Regions from separate parts of the Mus musculus genome. Here all the other regions are linked to region 1. Evidence: chromatin contacts called from public ChIA-PET and promoter capture Hi-C data. All regions are on one chromosome and are shown on one strand. The core of a region is the stretch at or near the end of the contact, and the rest is flanking DNA. Distances in the headings are between cores, read along the strand shown. Region 1 holds the start of Tbcc (tubulin-specific chaperone C). Region 2 holds the start of Frs3 (fibroblast growth factor receptor substrate 3). Region 3 holds the start of Mrps18a (mitochondrial ribosomal protein S18A). Region 4 holds the start of Usp49 (ubiquitin specific peptidase 49). Region 5 holds the start of Gtpbp2 (GTP binding protein 2). Region 6 holds the start of Med20 (mediator complex subunit 20). Region 7 holds the start of Xpo5 (exportin 5).

Region 1 (3,481 bases), core at 503-3,002:
GAAATGGCCTTGTAGCTCTTGAGGGAAAAGAAACATGAGCAGGGTGTGGTGCAGATGCTTAGAGGTAGAGACAGGGGCATCTCTGTGAGTTCCAGTGGTGTATAGTGACCCCATGTCTCGACAAGGAAGACGGAGGGAGGGGAGCTGGCCACTTTAACCGTTTCAGTCTTACAGCTAGCTGGCTCCTACACCTCTTGGAGGCCATTCAAAACTTCAGCCCTAACACAACACTGGATTCCAGAGGTTCAGGAAGGAGTCTTCATAGCCTTGCTGAAAAAGACACAGAACAAACCTTTAGTGGGAGGAAAACAGCCGTTAATGGAGCTTTTATGGGCCTACTTCTTCCATTTAAACCGTCCGCTAATGGAATTCTCCGGACATCCTTATTATTTATTGAAGACCCACTTTATCACTCCCTGTGATCAACGGTAAGAACAGCAAATCCCTCAAAGCTCCTCCATTCTCCCCCTAATTCTTCACGCTGTCATACTCAAAGGGAGGCAGGGGAAGGCCAAACCAGCAAAAGTCTGTTACACTGCTATGAATTTAATAGGACTCACAGGAGGGGAGTTTCAACAATTTCTAACCCCTATCACCGCAAACATAAGACAATATCAGGTAAACCGAATGGGACATCACACTGAGTGTGGCCAGTGCTCAATCCCACTGGATGTCTCTCTCCTCTTCAGGAAGAATACTCCAGTTTGGGGAGGCCACGTTTCGGGCCAGCCAGTTGAAATCATCAACCTGGTCCCAGTTATTTTTGCTCCTATCTAAACCGGAGTCCTGGAAGTCCTTGTCGATCCCCGGGTAGCTCCAGGTGTAAGGGGCAAACTGGATGCCGCTGCAGTCCTCCACGATAGCCCTGCTGGTCACTTGCAAGAAGACGCGCGTGTCTTTGGTAGTGTGCACACGGAGCTGCTGGCAAGCCACAGCCAGGACGCAATCTCGACAATCCTCCAGAAACACAGAGGTGGTCACTGGGCCGCAGAGCACCTTGCAGCCGCGGGCCTTCGCAAGCCGCAAGGTGTTGGGATTGCCACACAGTTTGACAGTGCAGTTGGTCAGGTCGCTCAAAAGGACGTCGCGCTGGTGCAGCTCTTCAGCTCTCTTCTCCAGGTCTTGGGACTCCAGGTTGGAGAAGCCACAGGCCCAGCTGGCCCCGGGAGCTCCCTCCTCCTCCTTGGTCACCGGTGGAGAAGGGGCCGCCGAGGCGACGGGTGCGGCGTCTACCTGGGCGGTCCCCGCAGCATCCTTCTTCCGTGCCTTGAAGGCGAAGCGCTTCTTGGGCTGCAACTCCTGGCGACGTTCCGTTAGGACAGCCTGCAGCTGCGCCAACGCCGCCTGGCCCTGCCGCAGGTCGTAGGCGGCGAGGAAGAGCACCGAGTCGTTCAGGAGCTTCCGCAGGCCCTGGAGCCGGTTGGCCGCCTCTTCCAGCCGCTCCGCCGACGCCTCGCCCCGCAGCAGCTCCTCGACCGCTGCGCGCTCCCGGGCGAAGGCGGCGGCGAAGAAGCCGCTCTTCTCCTCCTCCACCTCCTGGTCCTGCCGCTTCTGCTTGCGTCTCTCCACCTCTATCTGCCTCTCCTGTTCGCGCCTCTGAAGTCGCTCGGGCACCAGGCTCAGGTCCCGCGGGGAGCCAGCGGCAGCGTCGGCCAGAGCCATGGAGCAGTCCACACCCTCCATCTTGACTCCAGGCTTCCTCCCCCGCCGCCTTGCCTCCGAGCGCTCGCTCTCCGCGCGAGGCCTCCCACCAACGCGCGCTGTGATTGGCCAGCTGCGGTGACGTCAGCTCCCTCCATATTCTCCTCGCCTATTGGTTTCTTCGCGTTGGAGGGGCGGGAAGGAGGGCGGGGCCGGCTGACAGGAGGGGGTGGGGAGACAAAGGTCCTGGTGGATGGGTGGGGTGGGAGGCAGTCGGGTGAAGCTTTTTTTTTTTTTTTTTTTTTCTTCTTAAAGGGGCAGGACTTATATCCGGGATTGTGGGGTGAGTTGCAGCAGCGGCAGCTGCACATGTGGGTTTGTTTATAAGAACAAGGTTAGAAACTCGCAGGCCTCCCCCTCCCCCCAGCTCCTCCCTGCTACCCCCTTACAGGCCGGAGATCTGCTGCAGGGTGGTGGGGAGGAATCTGTGCTTGTGGTGTTGTGGGGGACAGGTAGTGCGAGAAAGATGGAGGGGGGGGTTATTGCACCTCCCGGACCGCGTCGGAGGAAGCTGCAGCTGGAACAGCTGGCCAGGGAACCGCTTGCATGCCTCTGGGTTTTTTTCTTTCTTTCTCTCTCTCTCTTTTTTTTTCCCTTTCCCTTTTCCCTTCCATCACCTCTTTGCTCAGCCGGTCCCTGCCGCCCCGGTAACCCTCATCCTTCCTGCCCTCCCCCATCCACTGCAGCTCGGCGCGGCCTGGGGGCGTCTGGGTCCCCGTGGGCAGTTACTGGGGCGGGAAGAAAGCGCAAATCACCGCTATGGGAAAGACTGGGTTCCTCGCTGGAGCGGGCTCCGGGGTTCCTGGGGGAGTCTAAAAACAGATTATTTTTTTTAATGGCCAATTGCTGCAGTCGGAGGGGGGGCGGGGGAGGATGACATGCCACCCCCACCGTCTTGCTCCCTGACGCGGTGGCAGCCACTCCCTGCGCAGCTGGCAACCGCTGGCCGCGCGGGGCTAAGACCCTCAGCCGGAGCGCCTCGCTTCTCCCTATAGGGCCGGCGGTCTTTAGGAAGGCGATGGGGAAACGGTACATTATTTCTAGAGGTGGTGGGAGGGATTTGTCACCGGAAGTGAACGAGCCTAGCCTAAAGTCCAGACCAACCCGAGGTGCGAGTGGGCAGCCAAGACCGTGCAGTCCCTGGCAGAAGCCCAAGGCGGCGGCCGCCGAGGACTCGGGTGGCATCCTCGCGTGCTGCCTTCAGCCACCGTGCCTTCTGGACTCGGTGGCCCATACAGTTCTCGGTTTCAGCCCCATCTCCGCCCTTGTTGCCAACCTCCATTTTTGTTCTTTTAATTGGGATTTTTTTAACTGCCCAAAATACTCATTTGAAAATTTACCAATATGCCTGCGTTTTCCTGCAGATAAAGATGGGAGGAAACGAGAGCCATTCAATTAAGTTGGCATTAAGACTTGAGTTGCAAGCCTCACGTCCCATTTGCCTCCTTTCCTAACCATAAAAAAAAAAAAAAAATCCAAACCTCAAGCACAAAATCTTGATTGAAGAGAAAGCATTACACTACAGAATCAAAGACAAGTGTCACTGGGTGGCAAATTCTTTCCTAGGTGGAGGGTTGGAGTGGGAGATCACATGTTACTGTGTTCTTGTCTGTATACCTGCTGTAACAGAGCGCCGATGAGGGGGGCGGTCGGTGGTCACTTATGCAGGCTCCTTATTTTCGTCAGTTTTGTTTCCTGGGCAAGCTAGATGAGGCTCTTGTTTTCTACTTTTTGAAAGCACTTTTATTTCACAAAAGTATGAATTTTGGACTCTTGAAAC
Region 2 (3,481 bases), core at 269-2,768, 800 kb before region 1:
GACCGTTGCAGGGGATTTTAACCCTATAAAAAGCTTGCTTTCTCAGAAGAACAGTATCACTGTGCTAGCTCAGCAAGAGTGCCAGCTTAGGACTCTGGAAACCAGCATTTTAGATTGCTTTGCTGCTATGATACCTGGGGTAGGGGGCTCATCATTCTCCCTCCACCATCTCTACTCCTGCCCCTAGGGTTTGGTTTTGTTTTGTTTGTTTGTTTTTGAGGAAACATCTGTCAACTATGGGAGTTCTAGTTGAGGTAGTTTCTAGACGTAGATACAGGGCTGGAGAGATGGCTCTGCACTTAAGAGCACTGGCTGCTCTTCCAGAGGTCCTGAGTTCAATTCCCAGCAACCACATGGTGGCTCACAACCATCTGTAATGGGCATTCAATGCCGTCTTCTGGTGTGTCTGAAGACAGCGACAGTATACCCAAATACATGAAATAAATAAATAAATCTTAAAAAAAAAAGAAGTAGCTATAAAGCATTTCACATTTGAATGCTGGACAGACTTTCTGACCCTAGTGTCAGAAAGGTCCAACTATAATAAGAGGCAAAATTTCAGATTAGCTGAGACCTAGGTAGATGAATCCACAAAACAGGACTCTGAAGAAAACCCTTGAAATCCCACCTTCCTGTTCCAGGAAAACAGTACTTCCCAGGGTCCCCCGAGTCCTGCATCCTTCCACACCTCTTAGGTGTGGAAAAAGAAGCCCACTCTTGGTTTGGCTTATTCTTTGGAAGGAGGAAGCAGGCTGAAGGAAATGTGCGCAGGCTAAAGGTAGACACTGGAAAAAACATGGGGGTTTAAACTATCAACAGGGAGTTGGGAAGGGGTGTGAAGTCAAGAGCTACTGGATGCAAGATGGGAGAGGGATTGCATCTTTCCGACACCCCTCTTTTTCTTTGCGATATCAAACACATTATCAGATGACCCATCGAAAGGGGATTATACTGGGTGGGATGGGGAGGCTGTCTGAAGTAGGTAGGGTTGGGTACAGGCACTAGATGGAGGTATGAGATCTGAAAATGTATACGAAGCCTTGGGAGAAGATGGGCTGCAAAAAGCATGCAAAGGCTGAGGAATTTCAGGGTTGCAGAAGCCTTTGGGCCATTGAGCAGAGAACGATGTGACTGTGGGCGGTTCAGAGGGTTGGGAGCGTAAGTGAGGGGGTTCTGCGGGATCCCGAAGACCCGAAGGTGTAACTAGGGGGAGAAGAGGGTGGGGTCTGGGGAGCGAAAAGCAGAACTGGTAACCGGAGGTTTTCTAGATACCCAGACGGAACGCGGAGGTCGCGGCCGCGCTCCCAGCCTGGATCCCCGCCCCCCCAGCTCCCGGGTCCGCCGCTAGCCCGCCCGCTTGGAGCTTTCTAGGGTAGAAGCCGAGACTGCGGTGCGGCACGACCCGGCCTCGGTAGAGCCGCCTGGTCCCCGCCCCGACGCGCCCCGACTCACATCGCCCCGCGGCCCAGGCGGCGCCGGGCCCCGCTCCCGGGTCCCGCTGCAGCAGCCGCCGCCGCCCGCCCGCAGCTAAGGCCTCCCAGCCCCGCCCCGCCCCGCGCCCGCGGGGTCGGAGGTCGCTGGCTGCACCAACGAGACGCTGCGGGCGGACCGACCCGAGCCGGGGCAACCGGCACGCAGCCTAGAAGGTCCCTTTGGAGGACTTTGCTGCAGTCGGGGACAGAGAGCATGCGCAGACGCCAGAGGGCGCTCGGGGCCCGCGACTAGGACTCCTGAGGGGCGTGGCCTGTCTGGAGAAGGGGGCGCGGCGGGGCGGGACGGGGACAGAGGTAGGGGCAATCTCTCAAGCAGAAGAGAGTCACCATAGCAAAGCGGATCAGAGAAGACTGGTCAAGACTCGGAATCCAGGAGGGGAAGTGGCGAGGGATCTCTGGGGACAAAGGGGAGGGCAGTAAAGGCCCAGAGGGGGCGGGGCTTAAGCCGGGGGGCGGGCCGGGCCGGGAGAGTCCGGACAGTTCGCAGCTTGGCGTCCGTGCATCGCGTAGCCAAGTCCACCGGTGCCTGTGCCCTTCTTGCCCTGAGACCCACAAGCGCTTTCCTCGGTCTGAAGCACCCGCCTTGTCAGGGCCACTTGGGGGCGCGGCCGACGGCAGATCTCTCCTGTGCTGCGCTGGTGCTTAGCCACGCAGAGACCCTTTCGGATTCTTGATTCCCACTCCTAAACCAGCAGCTAGACAGGGACCCCAAGCGAACTCGGTAAGCACGTATTGAGCCTCCCTCCGCCTCGCAGATGGACCGGCCAAGTTCTAGGAAAATTTGGGGGCTATACCTAGAGGCCACTTGGTGAAAGCGCACACCCCCCCCCCACACTCCTTTTCCACTGGGTGTCAGGAACACTTTCCCATGTCTACTGCTCTCTAGTGCCTCTCAGGCTCATTCTTCCAAGGACCGGTGTTGTTTGGGGAAGGTCGACCCCTGGAACCTAGTTGCATCTGGGAGAGGGCGGTGGGAAGCCAGTGTTCGGCCTGCTCTTACCTGAGAGGAGAGAGGAAGGGAACTATGGAAGGAAACCAGAATGTTAGTAAGATGGGGTCTAATGGTAGCGGGAGGTGAATTAGGTTGTCCTTGGGTGGGGGACAGCAAGGGTGTTGGGTAGAGGTCTGTTTTCTGATAGTTATTTCTGTGTTGGACAGTTCCACGCAAACTAGAACTGATCCTGAAGAGGGTACAAGTCCTCTTCTAGGGCCCCAGAACCTATCCCCCCTACACACACACACACACACACACACACCCTGACTTGTTGCATGGAGCTGAACCGGTGCTAAGGGGTGTGGCTGTTCCTAGCCCTGAGTGTGGACAGTCCATTCTGGCCACCTTCCACAGGAAACCTGACCTGAGGGACAGAACGGGAAGGAAGCAGGTGGGTGGGAAGCGGGGGAATAGGGAAGGGTGGTACTGGGTATAGGAAGGGGGACTGAGGGAGCGCTTGGAGTTGGGTGGTACTCAGATGGTTATAAACCGAGCCTGCTGCCCATCCCCAAAGCTCAGTGATTTACTGGCCGTCCTCCTGAGCCCAGCTGCTGTCAGACTCCATCCTAGTTCTAGAATAATCTCAGACACTGAATAAACATACAAGTTTGCTGTGGCTATCCCCACCGGACACAACCCAGTCCTTCACCTAGAATTCCCGTCCAGGACCCCAGTTCTTCTCCCTGGCTACTCTGTTTCTTATTATTCACTGGTCCCAGCCTGCAGACCTCACTGAGGGCAGGGCTCATCTTTTCTCCACTTTAGCTAGTTCCACTCAAGGACGCTGTGATCCCATCTGGACTGTGGCTAAACCGGTGCACTGGGCCTGTTCATTAATTGCTGCTGCAAAGCTGGCTGTGGTGGTGCCTGCCTTGGATCTCAGCACTTTGGAGGTGGAGGCAGGAGGATCAGGGGTTCAAGGCCAGCCTTGGCTCTGAAACCCTGTCTCAAAAAAAAAAAAAAAAAAAAGGCTCAGTGGTTAAGAGCAGTGAGT
Region 3 (3,481 bases), core at 480-2,979, 780 kb after region 1:
AGGTCAGTTTGGTGAGACCTTGCCTCAAAAAACAAAACAAAAGAAGCTTTATGCTGCATTTCATAAGGGATATGCAATTTGGAGCTGTTAGTATCTGACAGGTCAGTTACCCTCAAAAACATTATGAGCTTAAGCCCCATGTTGCAGCCTGGGGACAGTTGAAACACTGTATCCGAGTCCACTCTGCCATCCACAAGATCTCACTGGTGACCTTCTTGATGAGTTAATCTGACACACACACACACACACACACACACACACAAATGCCCCCTTAATTATCTCTTGATTCCCCTGAACTGAATCCCTTATTGGCCACTCTTTCTTCTTTTTTCCTTCTTCTTCTTCCTCCTCATCCTTCTTCCTTCTTTCTCCTTCTCCTTCTTCTATCTTCAAGACAGGTTATCTCTATGTAGCCCTAACTGTCCTAGAACTCTCCTAGAACTCGCTCTGTAGGCCAGGCTGGCCTTGAACTTAATCTGCCTGCCTCTGTCTCCTGGGATTAAAGGGGTGCTACCACTGCCCAGTTTATCTATCTGCCATTCTTTTTTTTTTTTTTTTTTTTTTTTGGTTTTTCGAGACAAGGTTTCTCTGTATAGCCCTGGTTGTCAACTCACTCTGTAGACCAGGCTGGCCTCAAACTCAGAAATCTGCCTGCCTCTGCCTCCCGAGTGCTGGGATTAAAGTTGTGAGCCACCACGCCCAACTTATTTCTCAGTTTTAACTAATATTCCCTGGTTGGCCAATTTTAAAGACAAGTCCCTTCCCGCATCATTTCTTTATCTACATCACTTATCCTTTCCTGCTTCTCACAGAATACAGAAAAGACTATATCCAGAAAGACCTTTTCACTCTGCCAAACTCCATCCTTTTACGAGCCTGTTCAAGAGCATCCTCTTTATGAAAATTTCAAACTGACTTTGCTATTTCTGGTTACAGAATCTTACTGTACTTTTTCATGCAAACGGATAACTTCCGTTTATTGGTGGGGATGTATACATAGCTCGTTAGAACCCAAGGAAGCCGTGCTTTTTCCCTTTACAGTCCTTTTACAGCTAGACTCACAGCGTTTGACCTTCAGTAAGGTCTCAGATGATGCTAGAATCTGGTTACCTTTCCAGATTTAATATTAATGAAATGCAGACCTAACATTTAGCAAGTCTTAGTTGTTCAACTGCCATTGCACTTTGGCTGCTATCTTACAAGTCCGTAGCTTAGGCAGAGAAAGTGACCATTTAATCACACATTTTTCAGAGAAGAATTGATAAGGTGGGCTTGGCGGCATGCTTTAACCAAGGAGGAGGCGATTTGGAAAATGATGGGAGAATTAACACTCAGCCTTTATAGCTTTTCTGAACTCTGAGACATTCTTCTCTTTGATCTTTAAACGACCAGGTCTTTCTCTCAGTTCTCCTTGACTTTCGGAAGACACTGAGAACCGGGAGGTGAAGCCACCCCGCCAGCGTCTGTAAAGCCTTTAAGCGGCCCGCGGGGGATCGCACCTCCCGGGTCTCAGAGTCGCTGAGAGGGAGGGGCACATCGCGGCTGGCTGAAGTGTCACGACGCTCTCCTCAAGTCCCGGGGGTCGCTGGGTCCTGGGACTCACCTTCTCTCAACCCGCGAGCTGGAAGCCATAACCAGCCAGTGGCAGCGGGGCCTGCCAGGAACGCTTGGAGCTGCCGCCCGCAGCCTGACACCAGAGCCCTGAGGGCCGCCATCTTGGAACGCACCTGACCGCGTGTGCACTTCCGCTTCCGGAGCAGGGGTGTGCGCAGCCGCTGTGCGGCGGGAGGGTTTCTCGTGGTCACCGATCCCTTCTGTTTCTGTCACCTCCTCTGTCTGTAAATTACACGCCACCCGGTTTCCTTAGTTTTTCTTCCTGCTGGGCAGCTTTTGTGACTGAGGCTAGACCTGTCAGGACAGATTGGGATGGTAAGGACTCTGGCCCTCAGCATCAGAGGTGGAATACAGTTGACCACCCCTCCCACCTGCCGATCTTTGTTGCTAATACACACTTTCTTTTCTTTTCTAAAAGATTTATTTATTTAGTTAGTTAGCTAGTTATTTAATGTATATGAGTACACTGTAGCTGTACAGATGGTTGTGAGCCATCATTGCTTGCTCTCCTGCCCAAAGATATTATTATATCTAATTACACTGTAGCTGTCTTCAGACACCCCAGAAGAGGGCGTCAGATCTCATTACAGATGGTTGTGAGCCACCATGTGGTTGCTGGGATTTGAACTCAGGACCTTCGGAAGAGTGGTTGGTGCTCTTAACCGCTGAGCCATCTCTCCAGCCCCTTATACACACTTTCAATCTTTGTGTTTATATACACTTCCCTGATTTCTTGCAGGGTTTGGAATTATAGAATGCTTTGGTCAGGAGACAGGATTCCTACAAATGACTTTGGTCAGTCCGCCAGTGCAGAGAGGAATGCGAAGCTGGGCCACCCTAGTCACCCTTGTGGCTGCATCCTGGGAAGCCCAGGGCATCCCTAGTTCTTTATGAATGGAAACAACACCGCTCCCCCCTCCCCCCCTATAAAGAGTCACTGCCAGCGTTTCCCACATTGGCACCTCTTTTGTCCTTCACTGTTTTGGAATGAACAGACCTCTCTGCGGAGAAAAGGCTTTAGCCTCTTTTTCGGTCTTCTGTCTCCCTACACTGCCTAAGAGATCTAACATTTGGTGTCAAAGCCCGGGTTGCTGCACCACCATTATGCTAGGTTATTTAAAGGCAGCTGTAGAGAGACAGAAAGAGAGGCTCAGTTTGTCCTTAGCAGGGACAATGCTTATTCTCAGCAAGGGAAGATGGGCAACAGCCCCTTACAGGAGTAGAAATGACTTCGTAGTCTGAAAGGGAAGCTGAGAGATGTGGCCTTTCAGCTGGAAACAATCAGTTAGCCCATGCATCATAAAAGGGAGCTCACTCAGTTGGGGGTGATGTAGTGGATTCTGACCCATTAAGTTCTTCCCATGGATGTACACCTTGTGTGAGCATCCATGGGCGGTCATGCCTGATCTCTCCCCCTACAGAGACCCTGACGAGACATAGAAGAAAGAGCACGCAGCCAATGAAAAGGCTGTGGAAAGGAGGAACTGAAGGATGTATGGGTCACCCTGGCTCCTGGGTTCACTGCTGCTCCACCAGAGGTGGCAGACTGAGGGGTGTGCATGTCCTCCTTGTGCCTGTCCAGCAGTTTCCTACTGAAGGCTGGAGAGCCCGGCCAGCACTGGGTTCCCACTGCTCAGGCCACTGAATGGGCTGGAACTGAACTGAGTGTTTCTGGGCTGTTCTGCTTAAATCAAATGGCAAGAAGCTAGAGGAAAAAGACAGTTTCTAAAACGAACGAACGAATGAATGAATGAATGAAGAAAATGGTAAATGATATTTTCAAAACCAGCTTTCATTTTCTATAAAGACAGGTTAAAAGAAAACAGGTAACCTGGTCATAGTAGAAAAAAAATGAAGGAAAAAGGAA
Region 4 (3,481 bases), core at 329-2,828, 740 kb before region 1:
ACATACATGCAGGCAAAGCACCCATACACATAAAATTTAAAAACAATTCAAGAATAGTTTGTACCCCTGTCCCCCCAAAAGAAATTATACTTTACTTTTCACATTATTAAATATGAAGAAAATACTCATTAATTGTCTTAATTAAATATAATCACTTCAGAATGAAAAATCACTAAAGCACACTACCAATAAAGAATAAGTTTAAATTTGTCCCCAAATTCTCATCTTCCCTTTAATTTCCAAAATGGTCTTATAGTGCCAGAGAGATGGCTTATTGGGTAAAAGAGCTTGCTGCCAAGCCTGACTATCTGAGTTCAATCCTCGGTACATAAATGATGCGAAGAAAGAGCCAACTTCCACAAGTTGTCCTCTGACTTCCATAACTGCTCCACATACATACAAATAAATGTAATTATTTTCATTAAAAATGTGCCTTACAAATCAAAGGGTTCTAAAGAATATTAATATGCCCTTCCTATTCACAATCATACAATACAACAGGCAGAGGGACTGCAATCTTATCTTACAGAAGTTTTTTCATAAAAGGTACTCATAAAGCCATTATGCAATCTAAAAGATGAGTTCACAGCTCTAAAACTCTCCTCAGCTCTGCAGTCAACCTTTCTCCATCACTGTCTGAAGATCTGGGGAGAAATTACCCCATGAAAAATGTTCCACACAAAGCTGCAAGCAGCATACGAACTCAACGCCCTTAGAGCAGTGACTTCAGACTCCTGCTCAGTAAACTTCCCTGGTTAGTTATTTCTCTTTCTCTCTCTCTCTCTCTCTCTCTCTCTCTCTCTCTCTCTCTCTCTCTCTCTCCATATTCTTCAGTTGCTGAAAACAATTAGGCAGAAATCTGTCTGATTAATAAAAACCAAATGAACCATGTCTTTCTCTCCCCAACGGTGTACTCTTCAATGAGATGCCCTGGCCCTGGCCAGCGTCGTTAGCTCTAAAACAGCTCCTCCACCCACCCCAACTACCACATCCCACAGGCACATTGTAAATAAACACAATTCATTTACCCTTTAGCACAACATTAGTGAAACCAAGAGGTTTTCAGCACCCAAGGCTGCCAATTTTTCTATCCCACAAGAACAAAATCAAGTAAAAATGGGTCTCATCTTTTCAAAGTGGACATGAAAGTGGATTTTCAGGCGAAAGATGGAAACTGGATCCAAGACTCCTTGAAGAGAGAAAAAGGTTTCTGGAATTTCCTACTATTAGGGACAAAAGGACTCACAAATTCAATACACATTTCTCTTAACAAAGAACTCCTATGCTGCACCCCCATCTGGTCCCCCACTTCTCAGTCTTTTCCCCCTGTTTCTAGGTCCCCTTTCACTCACCATGGTTCCTTATCTTCTGCACCAAAGGCTCTCTACTTCAGATCCTTCACTACAGCGTTTGTGCCCTGCCCCTTCCAGACCTTCTGGGGCACTTCAGGGCAAAACATTCGTTTCCCACTCCTGTGCAGCCCACCCCAGTTCTATACCCACCAGGACTTCCCTAGCTTGCCTTAATCTCCTTTCTCTTTCCCCACTCCCCATTCCATCCTTTAATTCCCAGGGCCCATCTCCTCGGGTTGCCTTTCGGCCAATCTTTTGACTCCACTATCTTTACCTTGCTGAACCTCCTCGACAAGCAATTCTCCAGTTTCCCAGCTCACCATCATTCCTTCCACCCCGCTTCTAGCGTCCTTTCAGCGTTGTTTCTTTTTCTCCCAGAACTGTCCTATTAACGCCCAGCTCTCAGCTCGCTTCCCGTTAGCCCTTCCACTAACGTCCGATTCTTGATTCCACCTGGTTGTGATCCAGGTCTCCTGTCTCCCTCACTTTACAGAATTTACACCCCTCACCAGCTACTGACCCACACCTTGTCGATCCCACCCCAGCGGCTCCCAGCCCTTCAGCTCATCCCCAGCTCTGCACTAGTTCACACCCTTGTCACGTCTGGCTCTTAATCACTCTCCTCCACTCCCAACTACTACCCCGGCTCTGCTCCTTCCTTGTCTTCCACTTGCAACTCTTCTGGCCCTGGCCCAACACCTCCCACCTGCCAAGCCTTGCCTCTTCCAGACCCCTGCTCCTAGCCCTGACCCCGGATCCCTCTTCCCAGCCCCGGGCTTCCTAACCTCATCCCGGGGCCAGCCTGGGTTTCTTTCTCACTCCACTCTCCGGCTTCTAACCCTTTCTCTCCTAATCCTCTTCATCTCCTACTCAGCAAACCCTTCCGTCCCCGCCCCAGCCTGCCTTCCCCTCTCTCCCTTCAAACCTTTCACCTCACAACCCAGACGTCGCCCACCCCGCCAAAACGCAGCGTCCGCGCGCCGGGACTCGCGCCTTCGCTGTCGCCGCCCGCCGTCCCCGCCCCGGGCGCCCGGGGCCCGCCGGCGTCGCGGTCCCGCCCCCTGCCGCCGCTCCTCCCGCCCGCTAGGCGCACGCCGCCTTTGTCGCCCCTCACCGGGTGTGTGAGGGGATTTTTTTTTTTTTCCCTTTCCTTTAAAAGGGGAGGGCCGGCATGCCCGGGCCGCGTGTCCCCGCCTCCGAATATCTGCGCGAACTCCCAGCCACTGCGGCCCCTCACGCCCCCCGGGCCGCCCCCTCGGCCGCTCCGCCGGCCCTCCGCCCCCTTCCCAGCTCCCTCCCCTCTCTATTTACCGCCATCATCAGCACGCGCGAGCTGTCACCCGGGCGCAAGACGAGCAGGCGGACCACGCCCCTTATCGCCCATTGGCCCGCCTGTCAGAGCCCCGCCCCCAGGTCCCGCAATGCGCCAACGGCGCACCTTCCCGGCCGCGACCTGGGGCCCCGCGCCCTTTACGCAGGTTTGTGCCGTGGGCACCAAGTTTCGGGTCAGCGGCTGTGGCGGGCCGGTGTGAGAGGCTAAGACGCGGCGCGGCGCGGCGCGAGTCACCGGCAAAGTTTGGTTGAGGTACGGAAGAAGGTTTCTAGACAAAGAGGCTCTTAAAGGTACAGAGTCTACTGTCTGGCCCTCCTCCTTAAAGGGCCAGGCACTTTTCCGAGCGCCCCACCCCCACCCCTACGATCTGTAAAGGTAAAGGAATTTTGCATACCCTGCGGCTTACCTTCTGCACGTCTCGCTGCTCCAAAGAGGCCTTTCCCACTTCCGGGTATTTTTTTTTTTTTTTTGCGTTTTCTTTACGGTGTAGCAGCAGCCAGAGAACACACACATACACACAGTTACTCTTGGCGCCCTGACACACACACACACACACGTACGTGTGGACTTTTACCACGGATGACTCAGGCGGCATTCAGCTGTCTTATGAAATCCTCTTCGACGGGACGGAAAAAGGTTCATCGCTCCCCAAATGGGGACTGGGAAATAAATCAGACCTAGATGGCAGTAGCCCCAGGGACTTCCGAGAGGGATAAGGTCCATTTTGAAACAGAAAGACTCCCTTTGCAAGGTAGGCAAGCTTCCTGGGTACACTGGCCTGCCAGACCTTGCGGGG
Region 5 (3,481 bases), core at 571-3,070, 730 kb after region 1:
GTGAGGTGAAACCAGGAAACCATCACATAACCTCTTCGAGCAACAGCCACCTTTTGGGCTGTGTGCCACACACACCTGCCCCGCGCCACCCTCCACCCTCCACCCCCTGGACAAAAGGTTATGTATGAGCTTGACTTATATACCGTCTGCCTGGTCTGCCTGCATTTCTGCGCTCCTCCTCTCTGGCCATTTTATTTTTCTCTTTCCCTCTTGGTCATCATGCTGTCTTTAAAGTCCTTAGAGGTGTCTTTATCCATACTGTCAACCACACCATGGAATGCGTAGGAGCTCTTTTCCCATCAACAAAGAAACCTTTCTACTCTTCTGCTGAAGGTGAATAATTAGGATAGCTGACTATAAAGATGGTAGAAAGATAATCTTGGCCAATGGTTCTCAAAGACCATTGTGGTGCTAAGACCACAACATTAGCTTGTAAGAAATGCCAAACAATCAGGCCCGTCTCTCACCCACTGAATCAGAATTCTATGAGCAGGAACAGCAACCTGAATCACTCTGGTGCACACTTAAAAGTCATAATCACCCATTGAAGCTCTTCCCACCTTGGGTTCTCCCATCTTTGTTTTTCAAAACAAGGTTTCTTTGTGGAGCCATGGCTATCCTGTAACTTGCTCTGTAGACCAGGCTGGCCTTGAACTCAGAGATCCCCCTGCCTCTGACTCCCAAGTGATGGGATTTTTTTTTTTTTTACATTATTTTTATTTTACGTGCATTGGTGTTCTGTCTGCATGTATGTGTGTGAGGGCATCAGACTTCCTGGAACTGGAGTTGCAGACCGTTGTGAGCAGCTATGTGGGTGCTGGGAACTGAACTGGGGGTCCTTTGGAAGAACAGACAGTGCTCTTAATCGCTGAGCCATCTCTCCAGAGTGATGGGACTTAAAGGCGAGCCCACTAGCTCCCGACTGGGTTCTCCTATTTTAAGAGGAAGGAAAGTAGTCTTCTCTGCCTTGAGGACTCCCAGAGCGGGTTCGTGCGGACTCTTCTCTGTGTCCACAGCCCCACAGGACAAGGAAAGGGCAGAGGGCTACGTCTAACTGTTCTCTGGTTTAATGTGTGTGGGTACTGAAGAATAGGGAAGGAACACATTGCTCTTGTCCCGGCTACTCCCCTTCTCCCTGTGGATTAAGTTTAGAAAAACGTTGGTTACTCTGCCTGCCCTCTTTTCCCAGTACAGTGTTCCTTCCCCACTCCCAGAGTAAGTAGGGGTTCAGACATCCTCTGCTCTTCTCAAGAGGAAAGGATCCCCGGTTCCCACTAATCCAAAGGTTATGGAGGTGAAAGGGGCAGTCCCTTCCCGAGGTCCTGACACTGAAAAGGATCGTCCAGTCTTGACGATCCCGCTTTGTAGGGGTCTTGGAACAGGAGGAGGGGTTCTCTTCCCCGGTCCTTCCTCCCTTGGGTCTTGACACCGGAAAGGGGGATTGATTTTCTCTCTCCCGCCTCCTTGGAGTCTCGGGGACCGGAAGAGTAGTTCCCCATGGCTCCGCCACTTTTCAGGTGCTCACCTCTGGGGGCAGGTACGGAGGGTTGTTGGCTTTACCTCCTCTGTTCCTTCCGTTCTTCTTCTTCCCCTTTGGGCCCCCGCAACTGCTGCTACCGCCGGCCCCCCGAGCTTTGAGGTTTCCACCCATGGCCGGGCCTCCTCCGGGCCGGCAGCAGCCGCCGAACAGCTCCGATACCCGCGAGTCCATCCGCCGCTGCCACCAGCCCCCCGCCCGACCCCTCCCCCCCGCCACTGCCGCCGCCCCTACTGCCACCGCCGAGTCGGGCCAGCCGGAGGAGAGCGGGGTGTGGCCCACTGTAGGCCACGCCCCTGCCTTCCCTGTCCTCCTAGTCGCGTCAGAAAAAGCCGCAGGGCATCAAGGGATACTGAGTCCGCAGCTATGAGATTTAGTGCTAAAGAATGCGAGTTCGAACTACAATTCCCAAGAGGCATCGCTATGCGAGAGTCACAGGTGGCTTCGGGGGCGAGGGCAGCAAGCGCGCCTTGAGCGCAAAGACTAAGGGGAGTTGTAGTCGGCACCCAGTTTCCCGTACTGCCAGCGGCTTCTCTTCTAGGGGCAGTAGGAAGGCTTTGTGGCCTGAGATTAGGGACAGTAACCGGAGGTGAAGGGCTTATATCAGAATTGAACTGGGTTTGACCTTTCGGCGCTGACCCCAGACAACAAGTTAAAAATCGGGGAGGTTGGATCTGACAGCCTGCTGGCTCCACCTCTGCCTCAGTTTCTTTCCTGACGGCTGGAGTGCTGTCGAGTGAGTCAGGGCAAAAGCTAGGGCGGAGGCAGATGGTAGTTATAGCATAATTAGAGCTGTTATTGTGACGATGATTATGCCACCCTTGCAATATAGTCACTGTTTTATTACTTGGGTGGCACAATCCGGGGGTTGGTTTTAGCAGCCCCAGGCACCGCAGTGGCCAGACACGTGTCCAGGACCCATAAAGCAGCCAGCTGCCTAAGGTTTGGAGGGTGCCTACTGCAAGTATCTCTCCTCCCCTTTGTTTTGAAGTTTAGCCAATCCCGGAAAACAGAATTTGGTTTAAAACTTGTCCGGAGGAGGGGCCTGGCCCCTACTTGGGGCGGAGCTGGGGTTCCAGTTACGTCAACCACCAGGGGGCGGGGAAAGTAGCCAGGAATAGAACTTGTCCTAGGACGCCAGGGGATTGCTGATTTGTCTTTCTAGCCAAGCTGTCTCTCCTGTCCTTCAGAACTCTCAGAGCGACATAAACCAGTATACGGGGCACCAAAGGCTCAGAATGGAGAAGCAGAATTGCTGGGCACAGAGTCAGGACGCCAGGGTTCAAATTCCAGCGCCGTGGCTATCTCATGACTCACAGTACGTCCATTCCCCTCTCTTCACAAACAACCAGGTGTTCACACATAGCCAAGAAATAGAACAGAGTTTGAAAGTTCTCCACGGTACGGTAGGAGCACTTACCTCTGGTGTACTCTGAAGGAGTTCAGACCTGGTTGAGTCCATAACTTCTGCACAGTTCCACATCGAAGGAGACGAGTCTATTGAGCATGCAGTCGCTGTCCACATTGGATAGTTTCCACACCAGCTATATACCAAAAGAACCAAAAGTTGAAAAGCCTTGCAGATCAGCCATTTACCTGGGTCTTCAGTAAAGGAAAGTAGGTGTCTTTTCTGTATGCTATCCTGTATGCTTAAGACCAGGATTGCCAGGAAAAAAAAGTTTTTAGAGATGGAGACTAGAGAATTCAGTGAGACATCTCAAAGGATGGGAATAGAAAGGAAGAGACATCCCCACCCCACCCACACATTATCACCACAAACAGGCCGGGTTCTCTCACCAGCCAGAAACCACTGCACTCAACTGATAACTATTTTTTAAATATCCACGGATCTTCCAGCAGTCACCCTTTAACACACAATTCCATCCCAGCCAATTCTCCTTAATGGATACCTTCCTTTAAGAAAGGGTGGGGCATGATATAACC
Region 6 (3,481 bases), core at 377-2,876, 720 kb before region 1:
AGGACCGCTACCCTTGACAGAAAAGCAAGCAGATCCATTAACGTAAATACTCTAAGCCATGCTCCTCCCATCTGCTCTCAGCCATCTACTGACCTTGGCTGCCCAGGGTAGAGGCAGCTGTGTGGTAAGTCTCACAGTCCACACAAAATGTCCCTTGTTTCTCTGCTCCAAGCATCTCCAGTTTCTTGGTGAGGAGCTCCACTGTCTGCTGGAGACTCTTGCCCTCAGCCACAGGCATCTGGGACACACTGAGAAACACAACGCCAAGTCAGCAGGGTCCAGAGACACAGAGCTTCTGGCTAAGCCACTCAATTCCCCAACAGGTAACGGATCAGCAGGGCTAGGAGTTACTTAGACATCTCTGATCCCCACCCATCAGTCCCCAAGAGTTCCTGGAACTCACTTGGTAGACCAGGCTGGCCTGGAATTCACAGAAACTTGCCTGACTCTGCCTCCCAAATGTTGGAATCAAAGGCATCAGCCCTCAGATGGATTGCCTGACTCTTCCAAAGGCCCCAGGAAAGGCCCTGTCCTGTATCAACTTACTGCAAACAGGGAAACTGAACTCTAAATGACTCTGCTGTGATCTGTCTTCATTGCTCACAGGCATTCTTTACAGTAGGGTAGAAGTATGAGATGAGGCTCCTAGTGTCAACTGTGGCAAGAGCCTTCCTTTCACAGGGCAGACCTGTGGCCCCTGGCCTCCAAGCTTCTTTAACTGGAAAGAAGCACACCACTACCAAGACTTTTAAGTGCTGAGGCCGAGTACTTTAAAATTAATACCCAGAAAAGCACGGTGCCCAAACCTTACCAACTGCCTTTTTATCAAGTGAGACTTCAAACATGTTTAAGATAAAAGTCAATCAAAACTGTCTGAAGCCCAGGCGATGGTGGCTCGCGTCCGTTTCATCCGTGCGCTTGAGAGGCAGAGAGAGGCAGGTGGATCTCTGTGAATTCGAGTCCAGCCTGTTCTACAGAGTGAGTTCCGGGCCTCCCAAGCCTACACAGTGAGACACCCAGCTCGAAAAATTGTCTCTGCCTGGTACTCCGAACTCCAAACTCCCAACCGCTCCTTTCCTCCTACCTCTGTCACTAGCCCCAACACCTTAAAATGGCCAATTCAAAGTCTGTAACTGCAAGCAAAATAGAAAAGTCACTTTCTCCTCGCGCCACTCTTATCCCTTTCTGCGAACAACTCCTAATCTAGAAACCCTATTTCTAACCTTTGGGTGCTAGTAGCGACACTACAAGGCCTCAAGGACAGGAAGAGGTACCAAGAAAAAGGTACAACTCCTGGCGGGTCCTAGGGATGCGCTGCTCCCTTTGCCAAAGGGGTGTGTCTGGGAAGAGAGAAGTCCCACGCAGTGTCCCCCATCCACACAACCGGAAGACATCTTGGTCAGCCCCCCGAGGAACCGAGAACCTCGGTCAAAATCCCTTTCCCCGGGCCATCACAGGCCCACAGACACCTTCACGACCCTATATGCTCCGTCACCACAGAAGCCCTTCAAGTCCTACCACGTCACTCCCATAGCGAAGGATCAAAAGGTGGCGCCTCCAAACCCTCGAACTCAGAGACTCCAGACCTTCACGCGAACGGCGGCCCCCTAAACACAGGAAGCAGTCGTTGATCGACCGCCGGAAATGCGCAAATACTGAGCGCCGCGGCGACACGCCCACAGGGAGCGCCATCTCTGGTACCCAGTGGTGACATTTCTAGAACGTCATCGACTCGGCTCCGCCCCCAAGGCGTCCAACGGGTTGACAGGACGCCCTAGGCTACTTTCATGAATTCTGGAAAAGGGTGACTTGGACATCCACCTTTCTAATGAGATTACCTGAGAATTTGGGGGCTCCTGCTATAGGTCCCGAAGCTCTTCCTGAGAGTAATAGATGAGGAACTTCCGGCCTCCTAACGCTGGGGGGCACTGTGATCTCTCAGTGGCCTCTTGGCGATCGGAACACACAGCGCAAGCGCAGTATCGGCTTTTTAGCCGGCTTCACACGTGTGAACCTGGTGGGCAATTTTTTCGGCCAAAATGCCCAAATTCAAGGTGACACGTGGGGCCAGCAATCGGGAGAAGCATGCACCTCTGGCCGAGCAGATCCTGGCTGGGAACGCAGTGCGCGCGGGGACCCGAGAAAAACGGCGGGGGCGTGAGGTCGAAGAGGAGGAAGAGTATGTGGGACCCCGGCTAAGCAGACGGATTTTGCAGCAAGCCAGACAACAGCAGGAGGAGCTCGAAACTGACCATGGGGCTGGTGATCGGTCAGCACCACCGCGAGAGCGCGCCACGCGGCTGGGTGAGTGACAAGGGGTGGAGTCGTGAGTTGGGCCGGTCTGACACCCCATCAGAATACTTTACCGGCGTGTTCCTCCACTTCCACTCCTGAATTCCAGAATTCAGAGTTAAGCCAACGAAAAGTGATCTCTCACACCAGTTCTAGCATTATTTTATTTTAGGTTTTTTTCGAGACAGGGTTTCTCTGTATAGCCCTGGCTGTCCTGGAACTCACTTTGTAGACCAGGCTGGCCTCGAACTCATAAAGCTGCCTGCCTCTGCCTCCCAAGTAAAGGCGGGTACCACCACCACCTGGTGGTCTAGCATTTATTTATTTATCCTCTGGGCGTTTGAAGTATTTGTGGACTGCCTGCATAATGTTTTGAGCTGTGTTAAGTTTTTAGGCAGTTTTGATACAGAAATAAGATATTCGTTCCTCCTGATAACACCGGAAGTCTAGCTCAAGGCACCCATTAAATAGAGTTACATATTCCAAGCAGGAGTGGCGAGGCTCACCTGTAATCCCAGCACTCGAGAAGCAAGGCAGAAGACCTTCTTGGCTATATAGTAAATTTCAGATTAACGAGCCCTGTCTCTCAAGAGAGAGGAAAAAAGTGATGATATTTCTATTTAAACAAAAAAGCAGATGAACATTAATTCTACATGGTGGGTATCCCAGATTTCATGTCCTTCGAATAAGACCTGAAAAGCAAGTGGGGACTGTCCCTGTCCCAGCGACAGGGGAGGGGAAACAGTATTGTTTACGGGCTAAAAGGGGGAAGAGGGGTGGGTACTGCCACCTGTCTCACTGGGGAGGAATTGTTGTTCACCTCCCAGTTGCTTAATCTTCCATTCTTATTTCTCCTAAAAAGCAATATTGACACATTTGAACATGGTTTTGGGCCTACAGCAGCTTTTTCTGTTTCTTTTAGTTTTTTTTAAAGTAAGGGCTCATGGAGCCTGGGATGGCATCTAATGCTGTAGGGGAGGCTGACCTTGAACTCCTGATCTTGCCTCTGTTTTCCATGTGGTGGCATGATAGGTGGGTGACACCACACCTGCCCTTAAAATAACTTTTTTTTTTTAACTCTGAGACTGAGTCTCGTTAAGTTGTTCAGGCTGGACTTGAACTTGCTGGGTGACCAAGACAAGGTTTGACGGTCCTTCTGTGGTGTCGTCAGGGAATTTCACTTTGAGGC
Region 7 (3,481 bases), core at 348-2,847, 690 kb after region 1:
GCTGAAGTTGAATGTCTTTCTCTCTGCTGTTTTGAGAACCCAGAGCTCAGGATTTGCCTAGACGGGCTGGTGAGTCCACTCAGGGATTTATTTTATCAGTCTCTTCCTCCCCTCCACCTGGATTCCAGTCCTCAGCCATAAACAGGCACCAAAAGCTCCACCCTCTATGCCATCTCCCAGGGCTCTTCTGCTTACTTTGTCTGAGAGAGGAGGTCTTACTAAGTCACTCTGATAGCTGCCTGACTTTGTATCCCCTGCCTTAGTCTTCCCAGTAGCAGGGGTTACCTGCTGTCCTTTTAGCTGTATTTTTAAGATGCGAAAATCTAGATTAGTAATACTGACACTCTCCATTTAGATATTAGTCATGTTAATACTAAACTGGATCTAAGAGAGTACAAAAAAAAATGCTAGAGATATACCCATACAAGTTGAATGTCAACCCCTAGAATTAGCTTTCAAAACTAAGGGTGCCAGGAGGAGTCAGTGAACAAGCAAATCTGTGTATCATCTGAGTTTAGGTCACAGGCCTATTCGGGATCACTCTGGTGCTCTGTTTCTTTGCCTATGTAAAATTCTTCACAATCAAAGACAAAGCAAACAGAGTTGTTTGATTCCAAATCCTGTGCCACATACATCTATATGTTGGCGCTTACTCTAATAGAGAGAAGCTCTGTTGAAGGTATTAGCGTTCCCAAATAGCAAAAGCTGAACTAGACCCTGGCGCAGAGAGCACCCGGGACGCAAGAGAATTACTTCCAGGAAACCAAAGTGCCCCGGTGCAAATAAATGCAAAGCCGGTGGTAAAGCTCGTCTTCGCGCAAAAACAGCCGGAGACTATCTCACAGGTATAAACGAGGAAGGAGCGTCACAAATTAGCCCAGAGATGGCCAAGACTCGAAAGATAGAGGTATGTAAGGATGTAAGAAAATGGACACACGGGGATCTAGAATCAGCACAAGTCTGGAGTGATCAGCAGGGAAGAATGAAGGTGGCACTGGGGCAGGAATTTGCACGTGCGCTCCCGGAACGCCAGGGAATGTGGGGTTTGCCCCGGCGTCAGAGCCGGCACAGCCTGCGTGGGTGGAGACCGCGGTGTGATCTAGAGTGAAGAGAAGTGAGGAGTGGGCAAAAAAGCCACTGAGACATGGCGAGGAGATGTGCAACAGTTAGGGACCCTTGCGTGTGATGCAAAGGCAAGCGCGCAGGCAAGAAAAGACTCAAGTGGGAGGAGGTGAGGGCCGCGACCAGAAGCCACCCTCCCCACGGGCAGTGGGAAGATCAAAGGCCGCATAGGCAGGAGACAAACTGAGTTTGGAGAGGCCGTGAGGGAAGCCTGGGATAGGGTTCTCGGGGCAGGCCCAGGCCGCCAGGACCCCAGCTACCTTGAGGGCTTCCAGCCGGTAGCGCTGGGTAGAGCTGGGGTCCATCATGACCGTCACCGCTTTCACTAGCTCCTCGCACAGCGCGTTCACTTGCTCCATCTCCATGGCTAGAGCCGGGAACCCCACCGGCGTCCCGGGAGCACGAGGTTACGCACAGTTCCCCTGGCGGGACCACACGTTGATACCGGGCCGCGGCGGGCTGGGGGTGGGGAAACGGGAGGGAGGAGCGTGAGTCCCAGAAGTTGGAGCTGGGAAGAACCCAGCGCTGCGCATGCGCCGGAGCCGCCACGGCGCATGCGCGCGCGGAAGTGGCCGCTTCGGGTGACGGCCGCGCCTGGCGGGGCGGGGCTGGGGAACGGAAGTTCCGCGGTGCGCAGGCGCGTCAACCGTCCCTCGCGGCGCGCGCGGTGCTGAACTCCAAATTTCCTCTGGGCTTGCTGTGGGGCGTAAACCTGCAGGCTGGAAGGGCTGTTGGCTCGGCGGGAGCCTAGGGCTACCTACTCGGATCTGTGTTATCAGATTACACTCACTTGCTCCTGGGAAGGCGACGACGACATCTAGACGCTGTCATTGGACTCCGCCCGGAGCCCGCAGCTTCGCTCTTGGCAGTTTTGACAGGTGTCGCCTTGGTAAGGACATTAAAACACGGCTCGGGATCGCTATATCGGATGGCTTTTGAAGCCTTGGCTGTCGCTTTTACTTGGGGGTGACTGGGCCGAAATGAAAAGCATGCTTACTGGGAGAGAAGGCTCTAAGAGTGTCTCTAAGGAGAGTTTTCTTGTAGAAAGAGTTTTTCTTGTAATTTTTAAACCTTCCTCTTCACTGGTCCATATTTTCTCGTGCGTCTTACTACACGACCGACTCCCAAACGTGCTTTTGTACAGAATGGGATGAACTGAGATGTTGGAAAACGCATCCCAACTATACCTCTGGGAGGCTGAGGCAGGAGGATTGCTTCCAGTTTGAGGCCAGACTGAGCTGCAAAGTGAGACCCTGCCTCACGAAACAAAACCCATCCCAAATTTACGTAGTCTTTTACGTTTTGGCATTGTGCAGACTTTGCCAATACATAAAAGTACGAAAGGAACACATAAAAGACTTAAGGCTGTATCATCTCTTATCCTGCATATGTTTTAGGAGGTGTTTTTCCACTTAGTAAATTGTTGCCCTTAAATCACAGCTTCGCTTCCAGTTTTACCTCTGATATTTATATTGAATATGGTACTTATCCTGTATTGATTGCGACAATACATTTGCCACCTTCTAGCTTTATCTGTTCCAGTACTACAGAAAAGCCACGCCAGAGCACAAGGACGCCTGACTTAAGTGTAAAAGGTTTCTAAACGTACGATCATTTTGTTTTAGGTGAGGGGCGAGATTTGTAAGGTGTTAATGCTTTGAACATTCAGTATCTTCTTAATTATTTTCTTTACAGTAATTTTGCAGCTTTGTAGTAGTAGTTGCTTGGCACTGTTTTCAATGTGATTGTTTATTTGAAAAATAACTGTTTAAAGTTACAGTTGGGTGCTAGCTCACTCATCTGTATAACCTGTTTCTTGTATTTAAATCATGAATTTCCTGTGTTTCTGTAAAGTATTATTTGTGATAGGCCATTGGTATGCAAAGCTACTGCACATTGGAATTGTCTCGAGAGCCTTTAAGACTGTCTGCGTCATCTCAGCGTTTGGTGGGAGGAGCAAGCAGCTCGGGGCTCATCCTTGGATGCAGAGCAAGTTTTGAGGCCGATTTGGACTACATGGCATTCAGAACCATTCTTGAAAACAAAAAAAGAAATTGCACAAATAGAAAATCACTAAACATCACAAAGTAGTCCTCACAGGTCGGATCTATTCATAGTTGCATAGTTATTGAAAATTTGCAGAGAAACGGGATATTTACATAGTGTTAGATTATCTTCTTCATTTATGTGTGTCTGTGTTTTCTTCCTACTTTCTATGTAACCCAGTCTGGCCTTGAACTTCAAACCTTTTTGTCTTAGCCTCTTGAGTGCTAGAACTTAAGATCTGTGCCACCATGCTCCATAGCCAAATGTTTCTAAAAAGTATTTCAAGATTTGAAATTTGCTTTTTATGGTGGCA

The links. Promoter capture Hi-C pulls out the DNA fragments that hold promoters and counts their contacts. ChIA-PET counts read pairs in DNA pulled down with a chosen protein or histone mark. Capture Hi-C pulls out chosen DNA fragments and counts their contacts.
Region 2: a promoter capture Hi-C map of 3T3-L1-derived adipocytes shows a contact between it and region 1, with 5 times the contacts expected there. The contact joins the promoter of Frs3 here to the promoter of Tbcc in region 1. A contact is called at or near these places in 11 of 39 promoter capture datasets (the 3T3-L1 cell line, 3T3-L1-derived adipocytes, cranial neural crest and 7 more), 2 of 115 datasets of contacts at active chromatin or transcription factors (bone marrow-derived macrophages and memory CD8 T cells) and 2 of 9 other capture datasets (adipose tissue and liver).
Region 3: a contact with region 1 is called in an RNA polymerase II ChIA-PET map of memory CD8 T cells, with 8 read pairs. The contact joins the promoter of Mrps18a here to the promoter of Tbcc in region 1. A contact is called at or near these places in 2 of 115 datasets of contacts at active chromatin or transcription factors (memory CD8 T cells and pancreatic cancer cells).
Region 4: a promoter capture Hi-C map of hematopoietic stem and progenitor cells shows a contact between it and region 1. The contact joins the promoter of Usp49 here to the promoter of Tbcc in region 1. A contact is called at or near these places in 15 of 39 promoter capture datasets (the 3T3-L1 cell line, 3T3-L1-derived adipocytes, the C10 cell line and 10 more) and 3 of 115 datasets of contacts at active chromatin or transcription factors (extraembryonic endoderm stem cells, memory CD8 T cells and pancreatic cancer cells).
Region 5: a promoter capture Hi-C map of pre-B cells shows a contact between it and region 1, with 4 times the contacts expected there. The contact joins the promoter of Gtpbp2 here to the promoter of Tbcc in region 1. A contact is called at or near these places in 4 of 39 promoter capture datasets (hippocampal neurons, liver and pre-B cells), 2 of 115 datasets of contacts at active chromatin or transcription factors (embryonic forebrain and pancreatic cancer cells) and 1 of 9 other capture datasets (adipose tissue).
Region 6: a promoter capture Hi-C map of liver shows a contact between it and region 1, with 2.8 times the contacts expected there. The contact joins the promoter of Med20 here to the promoter of Tbcc in region 1. A contact is called at or near these places in 11 of 39 promoter capture datasets (the 3T3-L1 cell line, the C10 cell line, the HPC-7 cell line and 7 more), 3 of 115 datasets of contacts at active chromatin or transcription factors (extraembryonic endoderm stem cells, memory CD8 T cells and pancreatic cancer cells) and 1 of 9 other capture datasets (liver).
Region 7: a contact with region 1 is called in an RNA polymerase II ChIA-PET map of memory CD8 T cells, with 77 read pairs. The contact joins the promoter of Xpo5 here to the promoter of Tbcc in region 1. A contact is called at or near these places in 2 of 115 datasets of contacts at active chromatin or transcription factors (astrocytes and memory CD8 T cells).

What each region holds. Positions count from the first base shown.
Region 1 is chr17:46,888,892-46,892,372 of GRCm38.p6, reverse strand. It overlaps Tbcc (tubulin-specific chaperone C), which reads right to left and starts at 1,752. Exons shown (of 1, transcript NM_178385.3): 1 at 1-1,752. The coding sequence starts at 1,683. The coding sequence ends at 658. It also overlaps a transcript of Bicral not described here.
Region 2 is chr17:47,693,244-47,696,724 of GRCm38.p6, reverse strand. It overlaps Frs3 (fibroblast growth factor receptor substrate 3), which reads right to left and starts at 1,518. Exons shown (of 7, transcript NM_144939.2): 1 at 1,453-1,518. It overlaps Prickle4 (prickle planar cell polarity protein 4), which reads left to right and starts at 1,989. Exons shown (of 7, transcript NM_001290337.1): 1 at 1,989-2,214.
Region 3 is chr17:46,109,252-46,112,732 of GRCm38.p6, reverse strand. It overlaps Mrps18a (mitochondrial ribosomal protein S18A), which reads right to left and starts at 1,729. Exons shown (of 6, transcript NM_026768.3): 1 at 1,604-1,729. The coding sequence starts at 1,715.
Region 4 is chr17:47,628,787-47,632,267 of GRCm38.p6, reverse strand. It overlaps Usp49 (ubiquitin specific peptidase 49), which reads right to left and starts at 1,578. Exons shown (of 7, transcript NM_198421.2): 1 at 1,353-1,578. All of the region lies in intron 3 of Gm20517 (predicted gene 20517), which reads right to left.
Region 5 is chr17:46,159,371-46,162,851 of GRCm38.p6, reverse strand. It overlaps Gtpbp2 (GTP binding protein 2), which reads right to left and starts at 1,820. Exons shown (of 12, transcript NM_019581.3): 1 at 1,526-1,820. The coding sequence starts at 1,711.
Region 6 is chr17:47,609,730-47,613,210 of GRCm38.p6, reverse strand. Med20 (mediator complex subunit 20) reads right to left here and starts at 1,626. Exons shown (of 4, transcript NM_020048.4): 1 at 1,519-1,626; 2 at 94-248. The coding sequence starts at 1,532. It overlaps Bysl (bystin-like), which reads left to right and starts at 1,719. Exons shown (of 7, transcript NM_016859.3): 1 at 1,719-2,304. The coding sequence starts at 2,040. Gm20517 (predicted gene 20517) reads right to left here and starts at 1,626. Exons shown (of 9, transcript NR_157366.1): 1 at 1,519-1,626; 2 at 94-248.
Region 7 is chr17:46,200,927-46,204,407 of GRCm38.p6, reverse strand. Xpo5 (exportin 5) reads right to left here and starts at 1,597. Exons shown (of 32, transcript NM_028198.3): 1 at 1,383-1,597. The coding sequence starts at 1,487. Polh (polymerase (DNA directed), eta (RAD 30 related)) reads left to right here and starts at 1,767. Exons shown (of 11, transcript NM_030715.4): 1 at 1,767-2,011.